3 separate regions of the Mus musculus genome follow, and regions 1 and 3 are each linked to region 2. A link is a contact called in public promoter capture Hi-C data. All regions are on one chromosome and are shown on one strand. Each heading gives the region's core, a stretch centred on a gene start, on an enhancer-like site or on the middle of the called end of the contact. The rest is flanking DNA. Distances are from core to core; before and after follow the strand shown. Region 1 holds the start of Rragc (Ras-related GTP binding C). Region 2 holds the start of Cmpk1 (cytidine monophosphate (UMP-CMP) kinase 1). Region 3 holds the start of Cdkn2c (cyclin dependent kinase inhibitor 2C).

What was found. Promoter capture Hi-C pulls out the DNA fragments that hold promoters and counts their contacts.
Region 1: a contact with region 2 is called in a promoter capture Hi-C map of pre-B cells. The contact joins the promoter of Rragc here to the promoter of Cmpk1 in region 2. A contact is called at or near these places in 1 of 39 promoter capture datasets (pre-B cells) and 1 of 484 Hi-C or Micro-C datasets (CD4 T cells).
Region 3: a contact with region 2 is called in a promoter capture Hi-C map of pre-B cells. The contact joins the promoter of Cdkn2c here to the promoter of Cmpk1 in region 2. A contact is called at or near these places in 5 of 39 promoter capture datasets (cranial neural crest, frontonasal cranial neural crest, maxillary cranial neural crest and 2 more) and 1 of 484 Hi-C or Micro-C datasets (pre-B cells).

Annotation. Positions count from the first base shown.
Region 1 is chr4:123,915,004-123,918,790 of GRCm38.p6, forward strand. Rragc (Ras-related GTP binding C) reads left to right here and starts at 2,430. Exons shown (of 7, transcript NM_017475.2): 1 at 2,430-2,764. The coding sequence starts at 2,531. It also overlaps D130007C19Rik.
Region 2 is chr4:114,985,259-114,989,643 of GRCm38.p6, forward strand. It overlaps Cmpk1 (cytidine monophosphate (UMP-CMP) kinase 1), which reads right to left and starts at 1,970. Exons shown (of 6, transcript NM_025647.3): 1 at 1,708-1,970. The coding sequence starts at 1,875.
Region 3 is chr4:109,664,989-109,669,240 of GRCm38.p6, forward strand. It overlaps Cdkn2c (cyclin dependent kinase inhibitor 2C), which reads right to left and starts at 1,768. Exons shown (of 3, transcript NM_001301368.1): 1 at 622-1,768; 2 at 30-169. The coding sequence starts at 158.

The DNA of each region.
Region 1 (3,787 bases), core at 1,180-3,679, 8.9 Mb after region 2:
ATAGTAGAAGGACTGTTGCAAAGAAGTGACTACTGTTTTGTTCTACTTGAGGCTTTGAGGAATTTGATTGTTGGCCTGAAGCTTTATTTTGAAACAAACTTTGATATTATAGCAGGGAATAACCTTGACCTTCTGGTCTTGCTTTCGCTTCCTTGGCGCTTTGATAACAGGCAAGTGCTACCAGGCCTGAGTTAGGTAGCGCTGCAGATGGAGCCTAGGGTTTCATGAAAACTAGGCAAGCATTCTACCAACTGAGCTGTATCCACAACCCCTTGAATAAGAAACTTTATAAAAATTATTTATTTTTATTTTATGTGTATGAGTGTTTTGCCTGCATGTATTTATGAGTTCCACCTGTGTGCCTGGCATCCTTAGAGGGCACTGCATCCCCTGACACTTGACAGTTGTGAGCCATCATATGGGTGCTGGGACTGGATGTGGATCATCTGCAAGAGCACCAAGTGCTTTTAACCACTGAGCAGGAATAAAAATTTAAAAAGAACAGAGCTTTTGAAGATGGCTCAGTGGGGAAGCACTTTTTAAATAAATGTGAGGTCTTGAGTTTGAATCCCCCAAACTCACATAAAGTTGAGCATATTTATGTCAGTAATCTCAGTGCTCCCATTGTGAGATAGATAAAGAAGAAACTGTTCCCAAAAAATCAGGGTGAAAGTTTTTAGATATCTGTGGTTGTCCTATGATCTCTACTCATATATTCCACCCAAAAACTGTTAAACCTTTTATCAAAGCTACCGTTAAATTTGATTTCCCCTGGCACAGCAGTTGGTTCTCTGAATCCATAGATTAGGCCAACTGGATTGGAAATATTTTGGGGGAATTGTACTGAACATATGTAGACTTTATTTTTACACTTATGCAATATAGTGCAACAACTATTTATACACACATCCCATTCTTTAAAAAAGGGGTTTCTAGCTAAGGCTGTCAAGGATGTGTAGAGTGGGCTGACTTAGAACTTTTTGGGGGGAATTCTACACCTGCCTCAGATGTACTGAGATTTACGGATGTGGGCCATCATATCATGCCTGGCAAAGACACAATTTCATTTTTCATTGTACTGGTTATTATAATTAATGCAGAGATAATATAAAGTACATGGAGTGTGCATAGGTTCACATGTAAATAGCCTATACTAGGAATCTGACCGTCTTCCAGTCGGTTAATCGGATTAAGGGTGTCCTGAAAGCATTCTCCCATTGATACTGAGAGACACACGCATATTTAAGTGCATTCTGCCTGTCTATTAGGTACTGTGGAGTTGATATTTTTTAGGTGAGGTTGTGACGGCCTACTAGAGCTTACTTTTCTCTCTACAGTCAGATCAGTCTGTCTGAGTAGGAGATGAGACTATGTGGTAGAATTTTCCCTAGCATGCGCAAAAGACCCCGAATTTCATCCTTAGCCCTGCAAACAACAGTCACTTTGTAAAACCAGAAGCCCTATCCCTACCCCAACTCCTTTTGAGTGTACACGGCTGTATTTTAAGGGTTGTCAAATTTCCACTTCTGGGAGTCCGAGACATTTACAACTTTCTGAAACATACTTTGGCAGTAATCATTTGCCTTCATTAGCCCTAATTCCTCTAGTCTCTAATCACAAAGAAGTCAAGTACTCAGTTGCTGGATGGGTTACTGGAGGGGCACTAGGTGGGCGTGAAGATGGAGTCGGTAGAATATAAGGGCAGCAGTATCCTATCAGCGATCTGCTTACGGAATTAGAAGATGTTTTAGCATGCTCGTATCTGTTTTCCTTATCGGGTTCCAGGTACCAGCATAGGCAAGTTATCACTGAGATTCCTAATTGCCTTTCGCACGTGCCGAATCTATAGGTCTGGACTGGCTCACACACGACCTCCGGTGGACTCACCCAATTCCAGAGCAATTCATCTATCCTCATGGCCTTTTCCCATAAAATCTGTACTGAGTCAACTTACACAGAAGTCCAATCTCTGTTCAGCTTCAAGCAACTTGAGGGCATGGAGGGGCAATTCAGTTTCCAGTGCCTTCCTGGTACCCAGGACCTGACAAGCATCACTAAATACTGGCAGGGCAGCTGCAACAAGGGAGGGGGGCACAAAGAATTCTTACCCAGACGCCTAGAAGCTTCCCTGCGTTGCTCTCGGAGCCCGGAAGAAGGCGGGGAGCGGGGAGCAGCCCAGCGCGCGCATGGAAGGCCGAGGTGCGTTGCGGGCTGTGCCCCCAGGGCGAAGGCCCGGAGGCCGACGAGAGGCGCGGCCAGGCCGAACTCCTCGTGACGCCTCCCCCCCTTCTGCCGCTGCTAGTCAGGTGATTCCGGGCACGTGATAGTACCACTTACCCTGTTGTCCCAGAGTGGCAGCCCGCCCAGCCAATAATAAACCGAAGCTTGGCGGCGGCCCAATCGGAGCTGGGCTTATGGGCGGGCCCTGCGGCGGCTACTGCCGGGGGCGGCGGCAACAGCGGCGGCCTGGGGAGGCGGCGGCCTAACCTGGCCTGGCCTGTCAGGGCGCGGGCGGTGGTGGTCCAGCACCATGTCCCTGCAGTACGGGGCGGAGGAGACGCCCCTGGCCGGCAGTTACGGCGCAGCCGACTCGTTCCCCAAGGACTTCGGCTACGGCGTGGAGGAGGAGGAAGAGGAGGCAGCGGCGGGTGGCGGCGGAGGCGCGGGGGCCGGCGGCGGCTGCGGCCCGGGCGGCGCTGACAGCTCCAAGCCGAGGATCCTGCTTATGGGGCTCCGGCGCAGCGGCAAATCCTCCATCCAGAAGGTGAGCGCCCCGCAGCCGCCGCCTGCCCTTGGTTTTGCCCGGCCCACGGCGCTCAGGTGGCGGGTGCCCAGGAGGCCTGAGAGGGTGGAGGCCTGGCGCTGCGTCCCCGGGCACTGTCCACACCTGCGAGCGCAGAGCCTGGGCGCGGTTCGCCCAGGGTCCCCGACCTGGGCCTCCGAGGGTCGAGGGGGGCCAGGAGGCGACGCTGGCTGGAGGGAGGAGGCAGGTGCCGGTCACCGCCCTAGAACTCCTCCCTTCTGGTCGCTGCCCTTGTGGCGTTGACGAAACCGACCCGTCGTCCCCGGTTCTCACGCGGAGAACTTGGTGAGCGTGCTGTCCCGCCGCATCTCACTTAGGTGACAGGAGTTTTCAGGGATCTCCTCCCAGCCTCTGGACCGTAGCGGCGCCTGAAAGTGTTGTGGCGAAGACACTGGGCATCTCAGTGTTTGTTGTCAGTCTGTTGGAGACTTCTGTAAAAACATTTTTTGGGGGGGGGGGCGGGGGGGGGGACTCTATCGCTACACCTACTTTATTTAGAACTTGTAGCCCTGTGGTTGCAGTTACAGGTGACAGTCCCCAGTAGCTGGTCACAGCGATCTTTGGAGACGGTTTTGCAGGCGGACAGACATCAGTGCATTTGTTTTCACTTGGGTCCGTCGTGAACGAATAGAATGAATGCCTAAGGCTTTGTATTTTTAGGGAAATAGAGGCAGGGTTGATTTCTTTCAATCAGCCATTCCCATTACAAACAGAGCGAACTTCTGGTAAAACTACGGTCACAGACAACCATGCTTTCCCCATTTCCACTCTGACACAAAGGTCTGTCCAAACAGAAATCTCTGGTATTTTGTAGGGGTGGTGTTTTTAAAAAGCAACATCGCTGCCTACCCCCACATCTTCCGCCCCTGCACTTGCTGGACAACTGTTTTATTTTCTCACGTCTGTGTCAAAGTTAGACCTTTGGGGGGAGTGCTTATGCTAAGTAACTACCACTTGAAACCTATGAGAACTTTTTCTCTCTTC
Region 2 (4,385 bases), core at 720-3,219:
ACAACCGTCTGTAATGGGATCCAATGCCCATTTCTGGTGTGTGAAGAGAATGACAGTGTACTCTCTTTAAAAAAAAAAAAAAGTAATCCACCTTTAAAATAAAAATGACCAGTTGCAGATAGTTATCTTATACCCAACCTGCTGTTCCTTGCAGTACATTAAATCAACCTGGTGTCTTTCTAAAAATAAATTAAATGACCAATATAATAAAACCAGGAAGCTTAAACATTTGCATCTATGTGCAGGTGTGAGACCTCATTTAGCAGTCACAGATACAAAACAAGACATTTCATTTCTATTTTCTCCCTTCTTACAAAGTAACTTAGGCTAAAAGTAACTTCTCTGGGGCTAGGAAAAACAATAGCAATCTCTGGGGCTAGGAAAAACAATAGCAGGGTCAGGTCTTGAACTGCTTACCTGTTTTGACTCACTCCCTCCTTTACCATGCTATCTATATTTTAATCATTTTACTTATAAACTGAAACCATCCACTTGTCATTTGGCTTTCTAATAGATAAAACAAACAGAAGTAAAAATAAGGAGAAAAATTCTATGTGCTTTGTGATTAAACTGATTTTCCAAAGTTATCTGTAATTCTAGACATAACTGTAAAACACACAACTTTTAGACCACATTACTTTATTTATCTGTGGTTGTTCTTTAGAGAATAGACTATAGGGCAGGAGCTGAATATATGAACGTGGAAAAAAATACAAAGCAAATATAGGCCACGGCTTATAGGAAAAGAAGAAATTATCAAGTTCTGGGTCAAAACCTTTTATCAAGCACTCAATTTAAAGGTGAATGTTGGGTGTTTTTCCCCAACCCTGCCATTTCTTTCTGATTGTCTTGTTTTCCTTTAAAACACTGCCCAAGACAGTCCATTAAGCCTTCCTCACCGCATCATTACAGCTCATAGGGGCTAGAAAAAACAAGACAGTCCATCACTACAGCTAACACGGGCTAGAACCCATACCTGCTTGAGTTTAAAGTCTTTGCCTCTCTCCGTGTACATGCCACCCCTGACCTCAAATACTAAAAGAATGGAACTGGTAAACTTATGTCAAAACTTTAATTGTATTTAGTTATTTGTGTGGGCAAACCCTTGAGCTCTAGAGTGAACATCATAGGACAACTCGCGGGAGTGGGGTTGTGGTTCTCTGTGGGTCTCAGGGATGGAACGTGGTGGTAGGCGCCCTTACCCGTTCAGCCATCTCTGCAGTCCTAAAGCAAACATTATTTAAAAAATGATAAGAGGATTTTATAGTTGGGTGGTGTTTTACTTTCTCGGAGAGCAGAGTTTTTTATTTGCTTAGACAACTGAGGTTCACTGAGAGTGAGTGACTCACTCGCCCAAGGAAAAGGGCGTGAGTTGTCAGCTGGGCCAAAGGTTAGCGCCTGGGCTCTCACAAATCCGGCACTTTAACTACCACAAGATCCGGGTCGGGTTCCTCGAGGCCGGTTAGCCGGAGACTGACAGCCAGAGATGTAGCGAGAAGACCCGGATCCCAGGAGTGGAAGCAAGGGCGCGCGGAAACAAAGCACTCGTAGACTCGACGCCCCTCGGCCCGGGCGCGCGGTGGCCGTCGGGACTCGTAGTCCGCTCCCCACAGCGAGGGGCGCGGCCGCCAACGCGGCTGCTCCCTCCGGCCCCGGCCCGCTCCGCTCAGCCCGGGAGCTCTCCGTCGCCCTCCCGCACGGCCTCACCTCGACAATGCGCGCGCACTGGGTCCCCTTGCCCGCACCGGGCCCGCCCAAAACGAACACGACCAACGGCTTCATGAGGTGGAGAGGGAAGAGCCGCAGTGTGCGGGTCAGCGGCGGGCAGCTCGGGACCAGGACGTGCGGGAGCAGCCGACGACAGCTGCTCAGCATACAACGCGCTTCTGACAGCGGCCGGCGCGGCGGCGCGGGCGGGGCGGCAGGGAGGGGGCGGGCAGAGCGGGCGCCGGGGCCCCGCCGCCAGCTGCCGGCCGCCGTGACAGGAAGGGGCGGGGCCTCCGTGCGCTGCGCCAGCTTCCGCTCGCGGTTCCGGTTCTTCCTAACGTGGCTGGAGACCCAAGGCATTTCAGTTTCAGAACCTGGATTGACGTTTAGGCAGACCAGTGGTTCAATCTCCCGGGTTTCCCTTTCCCAAGAGAAGCGGCCTAACCGAAGAGGCAAGCACAGGAGTCAGTAGGAACAACGGCATTGTTGGGAAGGAAACCAAAGGAAAATGAGAACAGTTTGAGGTTTGCAAAGAAGGCCTCTAAAGAGGTGACCTTGGAACCAAGACTTGAGGACTGAAAAGAGCAGAGACTTGGATGCAGTGACCCGCCAAGAGAGAAGGGCATGTTAGAAGGTTAGGGCTGGATAAGTGGAATGGAAAGTCATTAATGGAGAGTTGAGTCGGTTATGGAAAAGCACTTAGGTTATATTCTAACCGCAGGGAAAGACTTTAAGCTTAGCTCTGTTACCCTGACTCGGGCCATTAGGGAAAACTCTGAAGAGAGAAGAAAAAGAGTGAAAACTGAGCCTGGATGAACACAAACCTTTGAAAATTGGAGTCGGCAGTGGTAGCATTTTCATGGAGTTTTTTATAGTAACAGAACAAAGCTATGAATCATGGCAATTTTTTTTTCAGATAACTTGGTAGAGATGGTTTCTAGCAAAGCTGGTACTGTTATTGGCCCCAGATGCCAAATGATGACGAGAGGGATGAGACAAGCTGATCCAAAGGTAGTGAGTTATCTCAATGGATGGTTCACAATCAGTTACAGATTAAACTTCCTTCCTCCTCACTGCTGCACTTGACTAGAGATAGAGTAAGACAAAGCCCACCTACCTCAGAACTCCCCCAGTGTGCTTTAAATTGGGCCTGCAAGCTCACTTCTCGGTCTTTCTTGGTAATGGGAGACCCCAGCATGCTGAACTTCTGCAAAATAAAACACTCTTTGTATTTACATACTTTTTGAATCCAGGGTGTCATTCTTTGAAAAGTCATGGACCCTTACAATCACATTCTTAGCCTTTGGGTTTGGAAGCTAGGATTCTGTTTGTATGTTACAAATGGACTTACCTAATAGTCACAAGAATGTTAGGTCACATAGAGGTGAACAATAAATGGTTGATTGGGGGCTAAGATAGATAATTTGGCTTTGGACCTACAATATTCCAGCTCCCCAAATAAGAAACCTGAAGTCAAAGGCTGAAGCAGGAAGATGATAGGTTTGAAGCCTGACTGTATTCCCAGCACTTGGGAGGCAAAGGCAGATGGAACTCTGTGAACTCAAGACCACCCTCATCTGGTTTACACTTTTAAGGTCCAGACCAGCCAGAGCTACATAGACTCCCATCTCCAAAACAATAATGAAACCCAAACAGCTCGATACAAAATTATATTTGCAGCAGCTGGTAGGTGGAGGTATGAAAAGAAGTATTTCACAGCCAGCTTCAACTACATAGCAAGTTCCAAGTCAGCTTGGGCTACATGAGACCCTGCTTAAAACAAAAAACAAACAAACAAAAAAATTTCAAAGCCAAAATAGGCCCAAGAATATTTAGCAATAAGAAGCAAGGAGCTTCCAGGTTTGTGTTTTTGTGCATGGAAAAACAGAGCACTTGAGACTTGAAAGAAACAAAACTAGTCCTGACTCTCTGTATTACCAACAGAAAGTAAGTGCCTTGTCTGGGGCATTGCCCCACTTTTGTACAGATATTAAAGCAGAGAGGATGGAGCGTGTACCAAGAGTACACAGGCCTTTCTTTAAGTCTTACTGCTAATTAGTCACTCTGGCCTTAGAAAACTACTAAAAATCCTTGCACTTTAAACTGGGACAAAAGTAAAATGAAAACTTGTCTAAGACCATCAAGAAGGAGTGGATAGTTGGGGGTGATGGTACACACCTTTAAAACCAGCACTCTGGAGGTAGAGGCAGTCGGATCTCTGATCTACAGAGCAGGTTCCAGGGTATCCAGAACTACACACAGAAACCCTATCTTGAAAGGAAAACAAATAAACAGAAAAAGCCCAAATGGACTCAATTCTTAAGATTGCAGGTTTTAGTTTGCTGACCACCTATGACCTAGAACACCTGATGGTAAATTTCAGTCCAAGCTCAGAAGGTTCCAACCCCCCTGCTAGGACACTAGCATATGAGAATAAGGAGAACCAGTCATACTAGGAAGAGGTGGCAGGAATATGAGACAGGCCATTCTAGAGCTAGGCATGGTGAGCATGCCTATAATCCCAGTACTAAGGTAGAGACAGCTTATGTGTGAATCCTAAAGGCTTACAAAATGGCCTTGTGGATAAATGTACTTAGCTGTGCAGGCCTGACGATCTGAATTCATTCCCTGTGGAACCCTTATAGCCCTGGCTGGCCTAGAACTTGCTATGTAGATTA
Region 3 (4,252 bases), core at 518-3,017, 5.3 Mb before region 2:
TTGTTTTCCCCACCTCTGTGGATACCAACCTGCAGCGCAGTTCTCCCAAATCCATTTTGAGCGTTGACGTTTACATTATTTTGCAACAAACTAGTAAGTTGCTCTAGGTCCCCCCTGGCAGCTGCGGACGCCAACTCGTTCCCCCAAGGCTCGGCCATTCTTTAGGGTCCTGACGATCGGGAAAAGACGATTAGTTGCTTCTCTTTTTCCCCTTTCCTTTGCTCCTAATCAGGCTGCATGATGGCATCGGAGGCTGACAGAAGGACTGGGATGGTTAATCTGGAGTAGAGCTTGGTAGTAAATACTAGTAAGGTCGGCCTGCCAAAAGCCCGCCCCTCGATTCACACGTGATTATTCAGCAAAAGTGAGCCCATTGGAGAGGGGCTCCTTCTCTAGCTTTTTAGCTTAACCCCTAAGAAGGATTCTGGCGATTCAACAGAGATACATACACAGAAGCAGTTCTTGATTAATTACTATGGACGTGAGATGTAGGCAGAGCTGTCACGTACCTAAGCTTTACAGCTCTGTGAGGAAGATGTTGCGGAGACTTAAAGGACTAGGTCAGCTCAGACAACACCGCGAAAGAAAAAGTATTAGAGAGTAGAAAAGGTATTAACCCACCCTTGTTCACAGTGGTGATTTGAGGCAGAATTTCAGAGTCAGGTCCTTCGCAGAGCTCACTTTCCATCCGTCTAGCCGAAGGGGGTAGTCCAGAGTGCTGCTCGCTCGCTAGCAGAGCGCCGCGCTGGCTGGATGCTGACGTGCTCGGGAGGGTTAAAGACGATCGCTGAGGGCAGACCAGAGCAGCAGCTCTGAAGCCCTCAACTCTCAGGTCTCAACGACTCCCTAGCGGGCTCGGCGTCTTCAGAAGAGCCTCCGGAGCCCGCCCGCCGAGCTGCCGCAGCCCCGCCGAGCCTCAGAGGCCGTGGGAGCCGGGCAGGGCGCGGGTCTCCGGAGGCTGGTGGGTGTGCGGCAGACCCCCGCCAAGCCCGTCATGCCGGCCCCGCCGGGTCCCGGGACTCCCGGCAGCCTGAAGACGGTGCACGGCGAAGGGGGAAGCGTCTATGGGGCTCCAGCCGCTGGGGTAGCTCGCGGCAGCATCGCTCTTGCACCCGGCCAGCTCACCAGTAACTTCCCGCCTACGACCGAGCTAGCTCAGGCTCTTCACTGCAAGCGCTCGCTGAGGGGCGGCCGTCGCCTCTGCCGCTGTCGTTCCCTCCCTTTCAGATTTTCCCGGGGCGTCCGATGATGGGAAGGGTCTTTGGAAGTAGGAGCGGTCGCCACAGATCCCGGGCGCAGCCAGTCCCGCCAACTTCTTGGCGGCCGCCCAGCAGCTCGGGCGCTCGGTGCCACTTGGCCAGTTAGTTCTTGGCGGTCCTCCGGCCTGTGCCCCTATCAGTGCCGCGGACAGGACAGCGGCTGCCAGCCAGTTGGGTTCCGGAGCCGAGGCAGGCTGCGCCGGCCGGTCGCGAGCCGCAGCTGACAGTTTCTTTTGTAGTCCGACTCCCCCAAATCTCTGATCGCCGCTCCCTTCTCCGCTACAGACACTTGCGCGTCTTTCCTTTAGGATCTTTCCCTTCCCTCCCTCCTTTGCTTCTTTTTCCGCTGAAGCAACTGCTGCTACGGTTGCCTCTGAAGGTACTGTGCCGGTTTCTTATCCCTTTTTTCCGACCTCATCAGCTTTTTTTGAAAAGAAAAAAATTGAGCGCTTTTTGAGTTGAAAAACCCGCCCCCATTTTAACGGCAGAGTTTTAAGGAGGCTCCGCCGAGTTAGGGCGCCGCGGGAGCGGGAAGGCCGGGCCCCGCCCACGCCCCGCCCAACGCCCTGGCGGCGCAGTGGCCGGCAGCCCGCTCGCTCCGCCCTCGCGGCCCTGCGCCCTTCTCTGCCCGCGCTGGGCCTGGGTTCGCTGGCGCTCCCGCCTGCCCTCTCGCTTCGCTAGTCTCCCCTGCCGAAGCGGGGTGGGTTCGGCCCGGCCTGGCCTGCTGTTCTGGGGCTGGCTGGAGTGGGAGCCTCTACCGTGCGGGACCCCGGTGGTGGTAACTAAGGCCGCGGGTGCGGGCGGAGGCCCTTAGAGGCTCGGCGGCCCTGCAGCTGACGGGTAGGATCTCCTCTGCTGGAGCCGGGCAGCTCCACCCTCCTCGGCGCTCCCCGACCAGGCTCGCCGAGTTCGAGTGGCCTGGCCCGGGGCTGCTGGACTCCTTTGCTCTGCCACAGGCCTTGGCACCTGTCAGGTCATTGCCAGGGCTGCAGAGGCGACACAACTGACAGCACCACAGGGCAGAGAAGTCTTGTAGACCGAGTTTTATGAGAACTGAAAGCATATTACAAGAAATCCCGACGAACTTCAGGGTCTAGAAAATGTGAACTTCTAGTCTTGAGGGAAAAGGAGAAATGCAATTAACTTTAAACAAAGCTTACAGTGAGTTAGAAAGGTTTTCTAAAAAGGCTATGTCTTTATTGGGGGATTTCTTTCACTCACTACACCGAGGATTGGTTGTTTTTAGGTGGAGGTGAGGATGGTGGTCTAAGTGTAAAAGGACCAGTGCATCCATATATTTCATATTCATCAATTTTCTGTACTTTTCACGTCTTCTTGTAGGCATATGAGATTATTGCCTTCTATACTTTTATGCTTTTAAAAAAACACCAGCATGGTTGCATTCAGTGGTCAAAATGAAACCAAACCCCCCCTCCGCCTCCCCTCCCCCCCAAATATTGGTCTAATTAGAACCAGCCACTGCACATATATCCTCAAGTAACATCTGTAACCCAGTTCCTTGGAGTAAAGTGAAAGTATTCAAACAAGCCAGAGACATCTGGATAGTCATTTAGCAACAGGTTGGCTGTTAGGGAAAATTGGAACTACAAGAATTTGGCAGTGTTTCTTTAAGTTGTTAAGAAAAAGATTAGAGCTAATTTTTGAGGTATCGAAAGCTGAATATTGTGAATCAGGTAACAACAAAGGGGATGAACTTCTTTAAAAATCATTTTAACAGAATATTTAGGATTCCATGTATACTGTATTCCATGTATACATTCTGGGAACTCTGAGTTTTTAGTTATCTGGAAGCTATGATAGGAGATTGGCACTGTTAAAGTGATAACTAGCACTAATACAAATTTACAAACACTGCTTTCTGGAAATTAATGGTGTCTTGCTTGGAGAAAATATGGTAACGAGGAAGAATAAAATTGTGGGCATTCTGTATAAAAATGGATGTACATGTGTTATGACTTTCATCAAATAAAATATCTTTGCTGAATTACTGAGTAAAGAAAATGCAATGTTTAGGGTGCTGTTGCCCAGGCTAGCCTACTGCTCCTTATGTACCCCAGACTGGCTTAGTATTTGTAACCTTGTGTCACCCTGGTATGGCTGGATTACAAGTATTCCCCACTCTACCGTGTTGTATTAAGACCTTTGGGGAGAGGCTGGAGAGATGGCTCAGTTAAGAGTGCTGACTGCTCTTCCAGAGGTCCTGAGTTCAATTCTCAGCAACCTCATGGTGGCTCACAACCATCTGCAATGGGATCCGATGCCCCCTTCTGGTATGTCTGAAGAGAGCAATAGTGTACTCATATACACAAATATTTTTAAAAAGGGTTTGGGGGAACCCTAAGCATTGAAGATTTTAATGTCCCATCACCCACAAATAAAACTTAAAAATATAGAACCTGCAAATAAGAGTAAAAGCAGCAGCTGGTAAGATGGCTCAGTGGTTAAGAATACCGACTGCTCTTCTGAAGGTTCTGAGTTCAAATCCCAGCAACCACACAGTGGCTCACAACCATCCGTAACAAACTCTGATGCCCTCTTCTGGAGTGTCTGAAGACAGCTAATAATAAATAAATAAATCTTTAAAAAAGAGTAAAAGCAGCTGGGTATGGTGGTGCATGCCTTTCATTTTAGCACCTGGGAGGTCAGGGAAGATGAATATTTGTGAGTTCAAAGCCAGCCTGGTCTGCAGATAGCTCCAGGACAGCCAGAGCTACGGAGAGAAGGCCTGTCTCAAAATACACACACACACACACACACACACACACACACACACACACTAAAAGAGGACTAAAAGCTGTTCAATAAAATTCTATTCTTATAACTTCAGTTGCTTTTGTTCAAACACTAACTTTTAAAATTCATTTAAAAAAAAGTATTTGGTGGGACTGGAGAGATGGTTCAGTGGTTAAGAACACTGACTGCTCTTCCGAAGGTCCTGAGTTCAAATCCCAACAACCACATGGTGGCTCACA